Regions from separate parts of the Lactuca sativa genome. Here region 1 is linked to region 2. The links are chromatin contacts, called in public Hi-C maps. All regions are on one chromosome and are shown on one strand. Each heading gives the region's core, a stretch centred on a gene start, on an enhancer-like site or on the middle of the called end of the contact. The rest is flanking DNA. Distances are from core to core; before and after follow the strand shown.

Region 1 (7,498 bases), core at 2,833-5,332, 190 kb after region 2:
CACATTTTATCTTGTGCTTCACCATCCTGCTTAAACGATGGTTGTAACAGTTGAATGTTTCGTCCAGTTTCTCCTCGGGCTTTTGAACAAAAGCTTCAAACTTTGAAAGTAACAAGGTCTGAATAGAATGCTCAAGATCAGCGTAAATTGAATAGAGTTCTCTAAGCCATTCCCATATTTCTTTTGCTGTTTCACAGGAGCTTACTAAGCGAAACGTGTCGGCAGGGAAAGCAAAACGGATGATCCTCATAGCCTTGACATTGCTGATTAGCTTGTCCTGTACATCTTTATGTATATCTGCAATTTCCAAAAGAAGATCGTTGTACTCAGCTTGAGTCTTGATAACACTTTTTGTACCAATATGAGCAAACATCTCCTTGGTTATGGCATCCCATATCAAGGATCCATTATCTTCAAGACCTAGCACGTAATACTCAAAGTGTAGTGACCACACTTAATAATCGTTTGGAAAGAGTATAGGGATCACTGTTGTAGATCCAGTACCGCTTGAGAAATTGATGGAGTTAACGTGAGAATCGCCAGGCTGCATGTTGTCGATTCAATGAAACTTGTTAAAAATCAGATGTGTAAATTGAAATCGAGTTTAGGTTAGAATATAGATCAAGATTCAGTGTCTACAATCGATAACAACGATGGAGACGAATAGAAAAAATCTAATAAAAGCAGAACCCTAATGAAACTCAACATAAGATTTGCGCAGTTTTACACAATCTCTTGCTCTGATACCAATTGTTAGAATAAAGATGAGTAGATCGACAGATTTCAAACAACTAATTCAATCATAAACAAAGAGTATGATGATCAAAGTTGTGTTGAATGATTAATAATCTCTGCCTTAGAAGAACTCGATGAAGAATTGCTACTGTAAAGGCAGAGTAGGGTTACAAGAGAATCGACACTAGATACGGTGCATGCATGCACTATTTATAGCTAAACCATAATCATTAAAGACACCAGGTGGACAGGCCCAACCCTTTACAAAATATGGAGTATATAAAATAATTAAGATTTATGCAATCCAATGACCCAACAAGAATGTTGTATTGAAATGAAGACGAGTGCCTAACTCGTCATGAAATATCTTCTAGAACCTGGAAGTGAACCAAACATCCCTGTCAGAAACCACTAATACCGGCATCCCATGACGTGCCACCACCTCCGTAGTATAAACCTCGACCAACTTTTCTACAGATATACTCTCATGAATCGGAATAAAATACGCGCTCTTGGTCAAACGATCCATAATGACCCATATCGAATCTACTCCATGCGCGGTCCTAGGAAGCTTTGTGAAAAATTCATGGTGATGTCTTCCCATTTCCATACAGGAATCTCCACCAGGTGCATCTTGTCGTGAGGATGCTGATGTTCGGCCTTGACATTCCCGCAGTTTAAGCACCGCTACACGTACCATGTCACATCCTATTTCATTTAGGGCCACCAATAATTAGGATAAAGATCCATATACATCTCTGTCCCCCTGGGATGGATGGAGAACCTCGACTTGTGAGCCTCCTCCATCAGAATCTGGCGTACACCGACCCAGTACAGAACCTAGACTCGCTGATGCAGAGTCAACAAACCACGACTATCATAATAGAAGGAAGCCACCTTCCCCACAATATGCTCACTTTTCCGATGCTCTTCCTCCATAGCCTCAACCTGTGCCTCCCGAATCCGCTCCAATAATGGAGTAATCACAGTCATCCTCAAGCATATATCTCTGATCGGAGCCGCAACCGCCTTGCGGCTAAGAGCACCGGCCACCATATTGGCCTTTCCCGAATGATAAAGGATTTCACAATCATAGTCCTTCACCGCATCTAGTCACCGACATTGCCGCATATTCAAATTTGGTTGGTCCATCAAATACCTCAGGTTCTTATGGTCCGTGTAAATAGTACAACAAAACCCATAGAGGTAATGCCGCTAAATCTTGAGGGAAAAAACCACGCCCCCAACTCCAAGTCATGCGTCGAATAATTTGCCTCATGAGTCTTCAGCTACCTCAAGGCGTAAGCGATCTCGGACCTCTCTACATCAACACCGTCGCTAATCTAAAGATCGAGCATCACAATAAACCACGGAATCATCGACACCCTCCGACAGGGTCAAAATTGGCGCCTCACACAACTGCTGTCTAAAAGTCTCAAAAGTTGCCTACTGCTCAAGCCCCCAACAAAATGTAACTGACTTCTTTGTCAGTCGGGTCAAAGAAAAAGCTATCTTGGAGAAATCCTAGATAAATCTACAATAATAACCCACCAAACCCAGAAAACTTTGAATCTCAGATGAAGACCTTGGAACCTACCACTGCATCACGAGCTCAACCTTGGCTGGATCCACCAAAATACCATCTTGGTTGACAAGGTGCCTAGAAACTACACCTCATGCAACCAGAACTCACACTTTGAGAACTTTGTGAAAAGTCTCTCCCTCATCAATGTCTCAAGCACTTCCCTAAAGTGCTAATCGTGTTGCTCCTGAGTCTTGAAATAAACCAATATATCATCAATAAATACTATCATAGACAGATCCAACATCGGCCTACACACACGGTTCTTGAGAACCATGAACGCGGCTGGAGCATTGGTGAGCCCAAAAGGCATCACCACGAACTCGTAATGACCATAACGAGTTCGGAAAGCTATCTTTTGCACATCCTCAACCCTAATCCGCATCTGATGATAACCCGATTGTAAATAAATCTTTTAGAACCAAGATGCACCTTGAAGCTAGTCATAAATATCATCAATCATCGGGAGTGGATAACGGTTCTTCATCGTTACCTTGTTCAACTCCTGGTAGACGATACACATATGATGAGACCCGTCATTCTTCTTCACAAATATAATCGGTGCTCCCCAAGGCGAACTGCTTGGTCGAATAAATCCTTTGTCAAACAGCTCCTGCAGTTGTGTAAACCCGCCCTTCTTCTTCACAAACATAATTGGGTGCAGAGACAGTGAAACAGGCAGAAGACACGTCGTTTTTGTCACTGCAAAGTCATCGGCTCCAAATTACCTGTTATTGAAGCCAACTCAATACCGGCCATTGTGCATAAACATGTTGGGAATTTATTGTATATATAGCATATGGTAAATGATAAATGAGATATACATGGAAAAGAATATATAAATAAACCGAATAAATACAACTATATGAAAAATCTAACAAATACTTTTTCCATAAAAAACATAAACATGACAAGTTATATTTACATGTATTTCGTAAGAAACCTCATGCACATGTATAAACATATAAACCCAAAATGGAAATATCTCAATTTATTGAATTTTGTTAATAGATAACATTATTCACCATGTGCATCTTTATTTACTCTCATATCAACCATATTATCATAATCACATCCTTATTTAAGAAACCTCATGCACACGTATAAACATATAAACCCAAAATGGAAATATTTCAATTTTATGAATTTTGTTAATAGAAGAACATTATTCACCATGTCCATCTTTATTTACTCTCATATCAACCATGTTACCATAATCACATCCTTATTTTTTCTCAATGACCCAAACATAATGATATTAAATATTAAATAAAATTAATAAATATAATATAACATATCTATGGTAGTCAACAAAATTATAATCCTTTCTCTAGGTACAAGTTGTACTATTTGCATGTATACTTACTTGTACCTATTCCACTCATAAAGAATATGGTAAATTCTGAACGTGAAACAAAGACCTCCTTCATGAAATAAAACCTTGTCTTATTTACTTTTCTATTGGCTTAAAAGCTAAACTTTTAATCATATTTTAATTAATAATTACTTTGTACTTGTGATACCCTGAGAAGCCCAAAAATACAACCAATAAGAAAACGTAGGCGGTTAGAGAGTGGAATAGGAGTCAGTGATTTCTAGTGGGTTCCTGCCAAGACATTTTCTTCATTTCTATATACAAAACAAAAAAATATTTAAATTCAAAAACATTTGTTTATTAATTTCTACTTTGTCTTCAAACCCCACAAATTTTTTTATATTTTCTTGAAGTATTTTATTCATTTATCGTTTGTCTTCAAACCCCACAAAGAGAAGAAGAAAGGGGATATGTTGCAAGGACAAGATTTGTGTACTAGCCTATATGAGCTTCAAAATCTGTTGATAAATTAATTTATCAAAGTAAAGGAAACCCTAGCGAACAATCAAACCAGGTTTCTTCATAAAGAAGGTGAAAGAAAGAAGATTAAGACCCCATGAAAGATGAGATCAAAAGTTGAAATGCCAAAAGAGAGACAGAAAGTATAGAGATTAGAGAGAGAGAAAGAGACATATTTGAGAAAAAGACTCGTCCTTTCTATAGTGGCTATTCAGATGTTACCTTGATATGATAGCTTTGATCCTCTTCTTCTTCTTCTACTTCAACAAAGAACTCAAAACAGTGAGTCTTTTTGTAATTTTTCTTAAACCCTTTTGAGAGTTTGTGAATTATTTATGTTTTTTTTACATGGGTTTTTGTTTATTTAACAGATTTTATAAATCTTGAATCAAAAATGGCGTGAACGAAAGCTTTGCATGGCGAGTCACCGAGTTGGAGAGACTGGTTTGTCAGACTCAGGACCTTCACACCATCACCATCACCACCAACACCTGCCATACTCTGTTTTTCCTGCCTTTAATCCTCCTAACACATCCTTCATGTACAAATTTCATAATCTTTTTTTTTTTTTTTTTACAATTTATCCAAAAATTTCGATCTTTTGGACGTTTTTTGACATGGGTTTCATGAAAGATTCAATCTTTTTTCGTTACATGACGTTACCCTCTGTTTTCTTGACATTTTTTTTTAAATTTCTTCATTCTTTTTTCAGTAATCAAGAAGGGTCATCGTTTGATTTTGGAGAGCTAGAAGAAGCTATTGTGCTTCAAGGTTACAACAAGATCCATGGTGATGAAACCAAATTACGTATGGTTTTAATTTTGAATTCTTTCTTTCTTTATTCTTCTTTTTTCTGACGTTTGCTAAAAGCATAACAAACTACACCCTCAAGAACACACACATAGTAGTATGTGAGTAAGAAAAAAGGGTTTGAAAGTGTCAAAAGAAAGGGATTAGGTATCCCTTTTCTACCCACTTCAAGCTTCTTGAATGTGTGATTTTGTTTTGTGTTTTTGTTTTGTTTTTAAGTTCTTGAAGGCGATTGATTCTAAAAGATTTTTTATTTTAATTGTTGTGATTTTGTTGCAGCTTTATACACAACAGTACCAAGGCCAGCAGCTACTCTGGACATGTTCCCTTCTTGGCCTATGAGAGTTCATCAAACCCCAAGAGTAGTTCTTTTTTGCCTTAATAACTTATCTTTGACCATTTCTTTATGCCATTTTATTTCATTCTCTTAACTACTAAAAAACAATTTTCAACTTCATTATCTCTCAACAAGTCATCCCCTTTTTGTACCCAATCAATCAATTTCATTTTCTTGTCCAAAATTGAGTCTTTTAAGGCATTTTTGTGATAAAAAACGTGTTTCTAAGTTAACCAAGATGTTTTTTTTAGTTTATCTTGTCAAAAATTGAATCTTTATGACATTATTAGCTATTTTTTCATAGTTTCTCACATACCCATTTTTCAAAGCGTAAATTTTTAAGCTTTATTTTGTAGTTATCTTTATGCAAATTCAAGATGAATTTTTATCCTTATTTTGTCCAAACTCGAATTTTTAACACTTAAAGTTTTTAACTTTCATATTTTCTCACATACCCATGTTTCAAAGATTGCATTTTTAACCTTTGTGATTTAATACAAACAGATTCAAGATTATTTTGTCCAAAGTCAAATCTTTAAGACATTTTTAGCTTTCTTTCATGGTTTCTCCCATACCCAATTCTCAAAGATTACATTTTGAACCTACGTATGTGATTAAATACATCTTTAAACACATTCAAGATGAATTTTCCATCTTATTTTGTCAAAAACTAAAATCTCGAACACATTTTATCCGTTTTCATCACTGTTCTCACATACCCATTTCTCAAAGATCAAAATTCTAACCCTATTACTAAAAACATCTTTAAGCAAAAGTCGCAATGAATTCCAAATACCCACAAAGTAATTTTCTTAACTTTTTCCGTTTTTGGGTTTCGAAAAACAGGGGAGTAATTCAAGTACAGATTCAGGGTCAGCAGTAAATGTTGCAATTGCTAGTAAACCAGAGTCTCATTCGCATTTAGAACCAGAATCACCAATCAGCAGTAACAGTAAAAAAACATCTTCAAATCCACAACAAGATCAACATCAACAACAACAACAACAAGCTATTTTTCGTCAACAATTACAAAATCTTCAAATTCCAACACAAAATCTTGAAATGGAAAGTGAAGGTGGTAGTCCTGTTACGACAGGAGGATCATCACATTCTCAACAAACTCCAAAACCCTTCTCAGAAAAGGTTCGTTTTTTATCACCTTCTTTTTGTCTTTATATCGATAGATAATTTTTTTTTCGATATACCCATTTTATTAGGAGCAATATGTTAATCTTTAAATCGGGTAAATGTTACGTATTCCCTAGTTTAGGCCCTCTCAATATGGCGTCGTTTAATGAACTTGGCATTAAAACTTACCAAACATTATAAATGAAGTTAGAAATGAATGTCAATGTAGTCAAATATCCCAACAAACTAATAAAAAGATCGAGAAGAAGTCATTGTTTTTCAGATATGGTTCCCTGACATGTGTAAGAGTGTGTGATAGAGCTAGAGAGAGAAAAGATAAAAAAAAATATTTCGTGTAATTTTCATTTTCATTTTCATTTTTATCTTTAAAATTGTGATTTTTAATTACATTTTATTAATTAATAATCGTACTCACTACTCCCAAAAACTGTGGTTTTTACATTGTTTTCTTTTTAAGGTAATGATTACTCAAATCCCCATAACTTCAGTTTAACTCTTTACCTTTCTTGGAGCTCTACTCTTTTATTAAAATGAATCATTTTTATCATATACCCACATTGAAATAGCAAAAACATTTAAAATAATCACAAAGATTGTAGTAAAAAAGTACAAAAAAACCACCCTAACCCCATCTAGAAAATGTGGTAATTTTCCTCTTCCACTAAAAAATAAAAATATAAAAAAGGAGTAATTTTTACTCTGTGCTTGATTTTGATGCAGAAAAAGGGAATTGGTTCGACATCAGAGAGAACACTGGATTCGAAGGTTCTTGTAGTTGTATAAATACACACATATAATTATAAAAGTATCAAATATCGCGAAAGATATACGATTTTAGACAAATTATAGATGTATAAGAACCCAAAATTAAAAGCATCGTTCTTGATATTTCTTTTCCAATGTTATCTTGAAATTGTCGAATTTAGTGTTTTCATTGAATTTGTTTACAGACATTGAGACGCTTAGCTCAAAACAGAGAAGCAGCAAGAAAAAGCAGACTCAGAAAAAAGGTTTCTTGATTCATCAAACTATCATCACTTTCCCTCATTTT
Region 2 (6,533 bases), core at 4,028-6,527:
ACAAATCCGCGACCATACTCGGCGAGTCTAGACGCCAACTCGCCGAGTTCCCCCACAAAACCCAAAAATAAAAGAACAAAATATCATACCTGGGAATCCGGGTGTTACATAGTGAGCCCAGTAAGAGGTAAAATCTGACCCAGTCCAAATCAGGTGTTTGATACCGCCTTAAAGTACCTTTTACTCGGTCCTGAAATCGCTGATTCGGTCCCCCAAAAAATGTCGTTGACTGAAGAAAAAACATTCCTTGCCCTTATTTGCCCTTCTCGGCTTCTCATTGTTCTTATTTGAAATCCTCTCCTTTTCCCACCTTCGACAAATGCGACATCTACAAAAGCAAATTTTACCTTAGACATCTTCGCTGCTCCTTCCTCCCCTCCCCCCTGCGGTATCCTCATCCTCGTCCTCGTCCTCGTCCAATGTCACCTCCCTGAGCTCCGGCCGTGTTCCACTTCATACAAGAGTTGTGTTAAAGGTGTTCAAATTATGCTACATTCCAAGGTTAGTGTTATTAGAATATTTTGATTTATGTTTGTACAGTTTGTCTTATTTTGCAGAAAATGTGTTTGACAAAATGCCATATTGAAATCAAATTCTAGGTGTTATGGAACAAAGAATTTAAACATCTCCCCCTCCCCTTGAATCTAAATTGCAGGTCTGGAGAAAAAAACGAGAACAAGGTTGAGTTTTGATAGACATTCTCATAGTTGTTAGCAATCAGATAATGGGTATATCACGTGATTTGTTAAATCAAATCATTAACTGTATAACCTTGATAACCCTTCTTTATCTAAGATGAATCAAACATCAAAAGGCTATTTGAAATGACCCAAATTTTTTTGTTTTAATATTACAATAAATCAAATCATCGAGTATCATATATATAAAAACCATGGAATGAGTAACTCAAATGTCATAGTAACTGTGTCAAAACAAAACAGTATCAATCATAATAATATCCGAAATAAACTCCCAGGATAAAACTGAAGTTGCGGTGTGTGCGATGCCATCATCCCGAGCTCTTCCCTTTGCTAGCGGAAGTACCTGAAACCAAAACTGAAAACTGTAAGCACGAAGCTTAGTGAGCTCCCCCAAACTACCACATACCATACAATAACACATAAACTACTATTGGACCTTGCCCACTGTATCGGACCGAAGTCCGGAAACTACATCGAACCGAAGTCCGGAACAGACCAGGGCCTTGCCTGCATCGGACCGAAGTCCGGAAACTGCATCAGACCGAAGTCTGGAACTGACTGGGACCTTGTCCCCTGCATCGGACCGAAGTCCGGAACTAACTGCATCGGACCGAAATCCGAAACTGACTGGGACCTTGTCTCCTGTGTCGGACCGAAGTCTGGAAACTGACTGAGCATAACATAGCATAGCATAAACATATCAACTAGCATAAACACATATACTGCATACTGCATCGGACCGAAGTCTGGAACACATAACATAAAGACATGCTTGAATCATAAAGACATCAAGCACACTAAACTACCGCATCGGACCAGAGTCTGGAACTACTGCTAACTAGACGGGCCGACATTGTGGCCGTAGACCCGTTCCTATTGGAAGGAAAACTCACCTCGGAACTCTGGCTGCTGAAATGCTAAACCCGAAACTGGATGACTGCTGCTCCGGAACTCCCCGGCTACAATTCCCATAAACACTAAATCAGATACCAAAAACTGAACTGAGGGTAAAATAACTATTTTACCCCTTGTCAAAGTCAACCTTCTGGTCAAAGTCAACATTTAGTTGACCAGACTCGTCGAGTTGGGCCGTCAACTTGTTGAGTCCCTTTACTCTCTTCTTATCCACTACTCGTCGAGTTTAGCAAAGACTCGACGAGTTCTTCTTCGATAATGACATCCAGTCTAACTTCATCTGACTCGCCGAGTTGTATGAACAAATCGTCGAGTCCATCCTCATCTCATGAACACGTCGAGTCTCTTCTTAAGGCAAGAAGATTGCTTTGGACTTGCCGAGCCAGGGCGTAGACTCGGCGAGTCCCTCGATTACTGAGTTCGTGTCCTATTCCACTGAGTCCACGTCCTACTCACTGATTCCAATCGTAATCTCTCAAAGGGATAAATTTGGGGACTCGCGACTCGACTCGTCAAGTCCGATGAACAACTCGCCGAGTTGCTTGCATGACATAACAATATCGTTGATTTTTATCGATTCCAAGGCATTCAATTCATAGATCTGGGTTCCTAGAGTGGGTTTTACACGTAAAGTTTCCAACTTTACGTGCATGCATGCTCAAATGAGGATTAAAAGCCCTAAATAAGCCAAAAGTGTAGATCTAGGGCTTGCATGGACGTTTGGCCTAATAAAGCTGGTGAATCTGAGCTTCTGGAGCTCAAACATAACTAGATCTGATGTTCTTCTATCTCTACATGCCCCCCACTCACTAGTAGCTCTATAAAGGGCCCAAAAAGTGATTAGATTAAGCTTTTATGGAGATTCAATTGAAGGAACAACAAGGGTTCGAGTTTTAGTACCTCTATATGCTCTGAATTGACCCCCAAAAGCCTGGATCTTCTTCTTCTCCTTTGGATCCTGCTTCCTTCTCCTTCCAAAACTTCAAAGAGCACAAAACACTCAAGGCAGCTTAAAGAATTGCTAGGGTTTCATATAGGACTCTTTGTGGGTGAGGGAGGCCGGTCCTGGGGCACATAAGATGTTTAAATAAGGTGCAAACCCTTGAGATTAGGGATTCATCCAGACAGGCGGACTCGTCGAGTCCCAGCATATGGACTCGTCGAGTAGCCAACTTAAACCGTGTGCAAATCCCGACTCTACTCGACGAGTCGGGCTACATACTCGTCGAGTACCCCATAAGAAAAGAAAATTACTTAATTTAAATTACATACCAGAAATGGGGCGTTACAACTCTCCCCCACTTATCTTAGACTTCGTCCTCGAAGTCTGCTGCTGCTGAATCTGAAAATAACTCTGGATAATGCTCCCTCATCTCCCCCTCGGTCTCCCACGTCCACTCTGAACCCTTTCGATGTCGCCACTGCACCTTCACTAACTGAACCACCTTGTTCCTCAAGGTCTTTGTCTTCCGATCTAAGATCGCAACTGGTCTCTTGATATAATTCATGTTGCTATCAACCTGAATATCCTCCAAGGGTACAACTGCTAACTCATCCACCAAACACTTCCTTAACTGAGAAACATCAAAAGTGTTGTGGATCTGGCTAAGCTCTGCCGGAAGATCCAACTGATAAGCAACCGGACCCACCCGGGCCAAAACCCTAAAAGGACCAATGAACCTGGGGCCCAGCTTGCCCCTCTTCCAAAACCTGATAACACCATTCCAGGGTGATACCTTCCGGAGGACCATATCGCCCACCTGAAACTCCAAGTTCGAACGCCTCCTGTCAGCGTAACTCTTCTGCCGACTCTGCGCAGTTTGCATTCTGCTACAAACCTGCTGGATCAACTATGTGGTCTTGAGCACCACCTCGGTGCTCCCAATGACTCGCTGACCGACCTCGCCCCAACAAATCGGGGTCCTGCACTTCCTCCCGTAGAGCATCTCGAAAGGAGGGCGGTCAATACTAGCGTGGTAACTGTTGTTATACTAAAATTCCGCTAGTGGAAGATACGTATCCTAATTACCACCGAAGTCTAGGACACATGCCCGAAGCATGTCCTCGAGAGTCTGAATCTTCCTCTCGCTCTGCCCGTCCGTCTGGGGGTGGAAAGCGGTACTGAAATGGAGACGAGTGCCCATCTCGTCATGAAACCGCTTCCAAAACCTGGAAGTAAAACGGACGTCTCGGAAATCGGTAGACAAGTACTTCTTGGATTTAGAGGAGCCGGAGCAATAAGAGTCATGTTTTTATATTCTACATACTTTTGGTGTAATTAAAACAAGTTTCAGATTGATGTAAACATTTTTCATATATATATATATATATATATATATATATATATATATATATTAATTGTAATGGTTGTGTTACTATGATTGCTATTGTACAATGGTTGTGATGCTAAACATGACGTCCTCCACCCTGGAACGATTCTGCCATCCTGGTTTCGGGGGTGTGACATCTTGCCTCTGCCAAAATTTGATACAAGATGGTTTGTTCTGGTGGGAGGTTGCTTGATCAGATGTAGGAAGATGGTTTGTTTTCAAAGCAAAAAAAATGAAGGAAGTGATTTTGCTCTTAAATATTGTCATGCATTGAAGGTCGTGTATGAAGCCGCTAAATCTTTTCGGCTAATGGTTTGATGAAGTTTGCTGATTTTGGGTTGGCTGCTAGAATATGGTATTTTGTGATTGTTACATTTGTACATGTGTTAATTGTTCTTGTCATGTAAATTTAGTAAATTCATTGGTTATATATGCACTTTGATTAGAGTTTGGACTAGATTGGCGTAATGTATTTTATTAATTTATATGTGGAATAGAGCTATGAAGCTCCATACAATTGGATTGAAAACTTGGAGTTATGTAATGTAAGTATGGTTCAATATGATTTTATTGGTTATATAAGCACAAAACAAAACAAAACGGTAAAATAGTTATATTCAACATTTAACACACTTAGTCAGAGAGGTAATCAAACATATAATTTCAGTAAGAAGCAGATCCAGTCAGAGCTTCAAACTCAGTCATGCCTCTAACTTAGTCAGATATAACTCAATTAGCAAGTATCAAACAACCCATTAGTTTATTATTGCCGGTCCTAAGTTGGATAAATGAGGAGTGTTTATAACATTGAGTATAGTAAATGCTAAAGGGGCCCAAATTTTTTATTCGCTTAGAGCCCCCAAACTGGTTGAGCCGACCCTGCCTGCATGTCGTCTGCAAAGAATGTTTGATGACCCTCCATTTACTACTTAATATTGGATCAATTAAACACTTGAAAAACATGTATAGAAATCTTTTGTATGTTTTTGTGTAACAATTCATTTTCTAATAGGTGTTGGTACCATCTCTAGAAATTTTTTGTATGTTTTTGTGTAACAATTCATTTTCTGAATCAACAAGTTAGTGTTAGAATGTAACGAGAAAGCTTAACGAATTGTGAATGCTCTTATTGCAAAATTCGTAACCTTCTTGTATCTTAAACCTACTTATTGTATATCTTAGTTTATTAAAAACTACAGAAATTAATTTTCATGATATAAAACTTACATGCCTTCAGTCGTAGGTCCAATTAAGTTCTTAAGCTATAGATCCGGAACGGATCCGGTTCGGGTTCATACCAAATTGCCACGAACAAAAGGCAGCGTTAGTAACCTAGACCGGCCAAAACACAAACACCCAACACCATTTCTGCTCCGATCCCGTCAACAAGAGGAAGAGATTACACCATCGCCATGAGTTCGGCAGCTCGGAGAACCGGAGGACTATTCGAAGGACTATACAAAGTCCTTATGCGCCGTAATTCTGTCTACGTCACTTTCGTTATCGCCGGTGCTTTCGTCGGTGAACGGGTTAGCGCTCCGATCCATTCTAATCTTATATATATTACACATACGCATACATATTCCTCGATTCTGTTTTCCGTTAGATTAATAGGTTCTCAGGTTTGAATTTTTAATGTCCATAGAGTGGATTGTTGTCGCCCTAGATCTGATTTTGTTGTGGATCATTAACTTTCATCTACGAATCACTTTCTTTATCCTAATTTAATCGATTTGTTTTGTTTCCACAACGTCTGACTCCATCTCATTTTCTTCATCCATGTTATTTAGAATTTCGAAACGTTGGAGCAAAGCATTTTGCTTGCGTCTAGGAACTAATTCATAGATTTGACCTATAGATTAAGGAAATAAACATCTTAATACGTTGTAAAGATAGATATATCATATTGTAGCATTGAATCTATGATTTTAGGTTAAGGAAAAAAAACAACTTTTAGCTGAAACTACCTTGATTGCCTTGATGATTATTATGGAGGAACATTTCGGGGAACAAATGTAGGGTTTTGACATACAGTGCCATATGGTTTTGCCTTTGATTATCGAAATTACAAATGGGATATCAACATAAATGACTTAAATGAGAGTTCTTTTTTTTAAAGAATGGTGCCCTAAAAATGGTGGTTTAGTGAATTACATGTGGTTTATCAAGAAAGATAACAAAATAATGTGATTTAGTAATGGAGTTGTTATGATTTATGTGTTTCAGGCAGTTGACTATGGAGTTCATAAACTCTGGGAGAATAACAATGTTGGGGTAATGTCCAGTTTTATTTATTTTGTATGATAAATATTGTGAATTCTTGTGTTTTTTTTTTTTTATTATTTTTTTTTTGAATCTAATATTTTAGAGATATTCTATTTATGCAGAAACGGTATGAGGATATTCCTGTTTTGGGACAGAGGCCAACTGAATGAAGTGGGCATCAAATGTGATTTTTATTTTGTTCATCCTATTTTGGGATATTTGAAAGGATAAATTGTATGAATCTTGATAATAAGTGATGATATTTTTTTTGGGACAAACTGGTTGTGGTATTACCAGAATTAGATCTTTCAACTTTGAAGAG

Evidence for each region. Hi-C and Micro-C count contacts between places; a contact is called where the count stands out from the background.
Region 1: a contact with region 2 is called in a Hi-C map of seed, with 2.9 times the contacts expected there. The contact joins the promoter of LOC111905386 here to the promoter of LOC111905384 in region 2. A contact is called at or near these places in 3 of 4 Hi-C or Micro-C datasets (leaf and seed).

What each region holds. Positions count from the first base shown.
Region 1 is chr6:56,004,038-56,011,535 of Lsat_Salinas_v11, forward strand. LOC111905386 (transcription factor TGA9) reads left to right here and starts at 4,083. Exons shown (of 12, transcript XM_023901085.3): 1 at 4,083-4,433; 2 at 4,523-4,692; 3 at 4,864-4,958; 4 at 5,241-5,323; 5 at 6,145-6,441; 6 at 7,398-7,457. The coding sequence starts at 4,568.
Region 2 is chr6:55,816,295-55,822,827 of Lsat_Salinas_v11, forward strand. LOC111905384 (cytochrome b-c1 complex subunit 9, mitochondrial) reads left to right here and starts at 5,278. Exons shown (of 3, transcript XM_023901081.2): 1 at 5,278-5,475; 2 at 6,173-6,220; 3 at 6,334-6,533. The coding sequence starts at 5,359. The coding sequence ends at 6,381.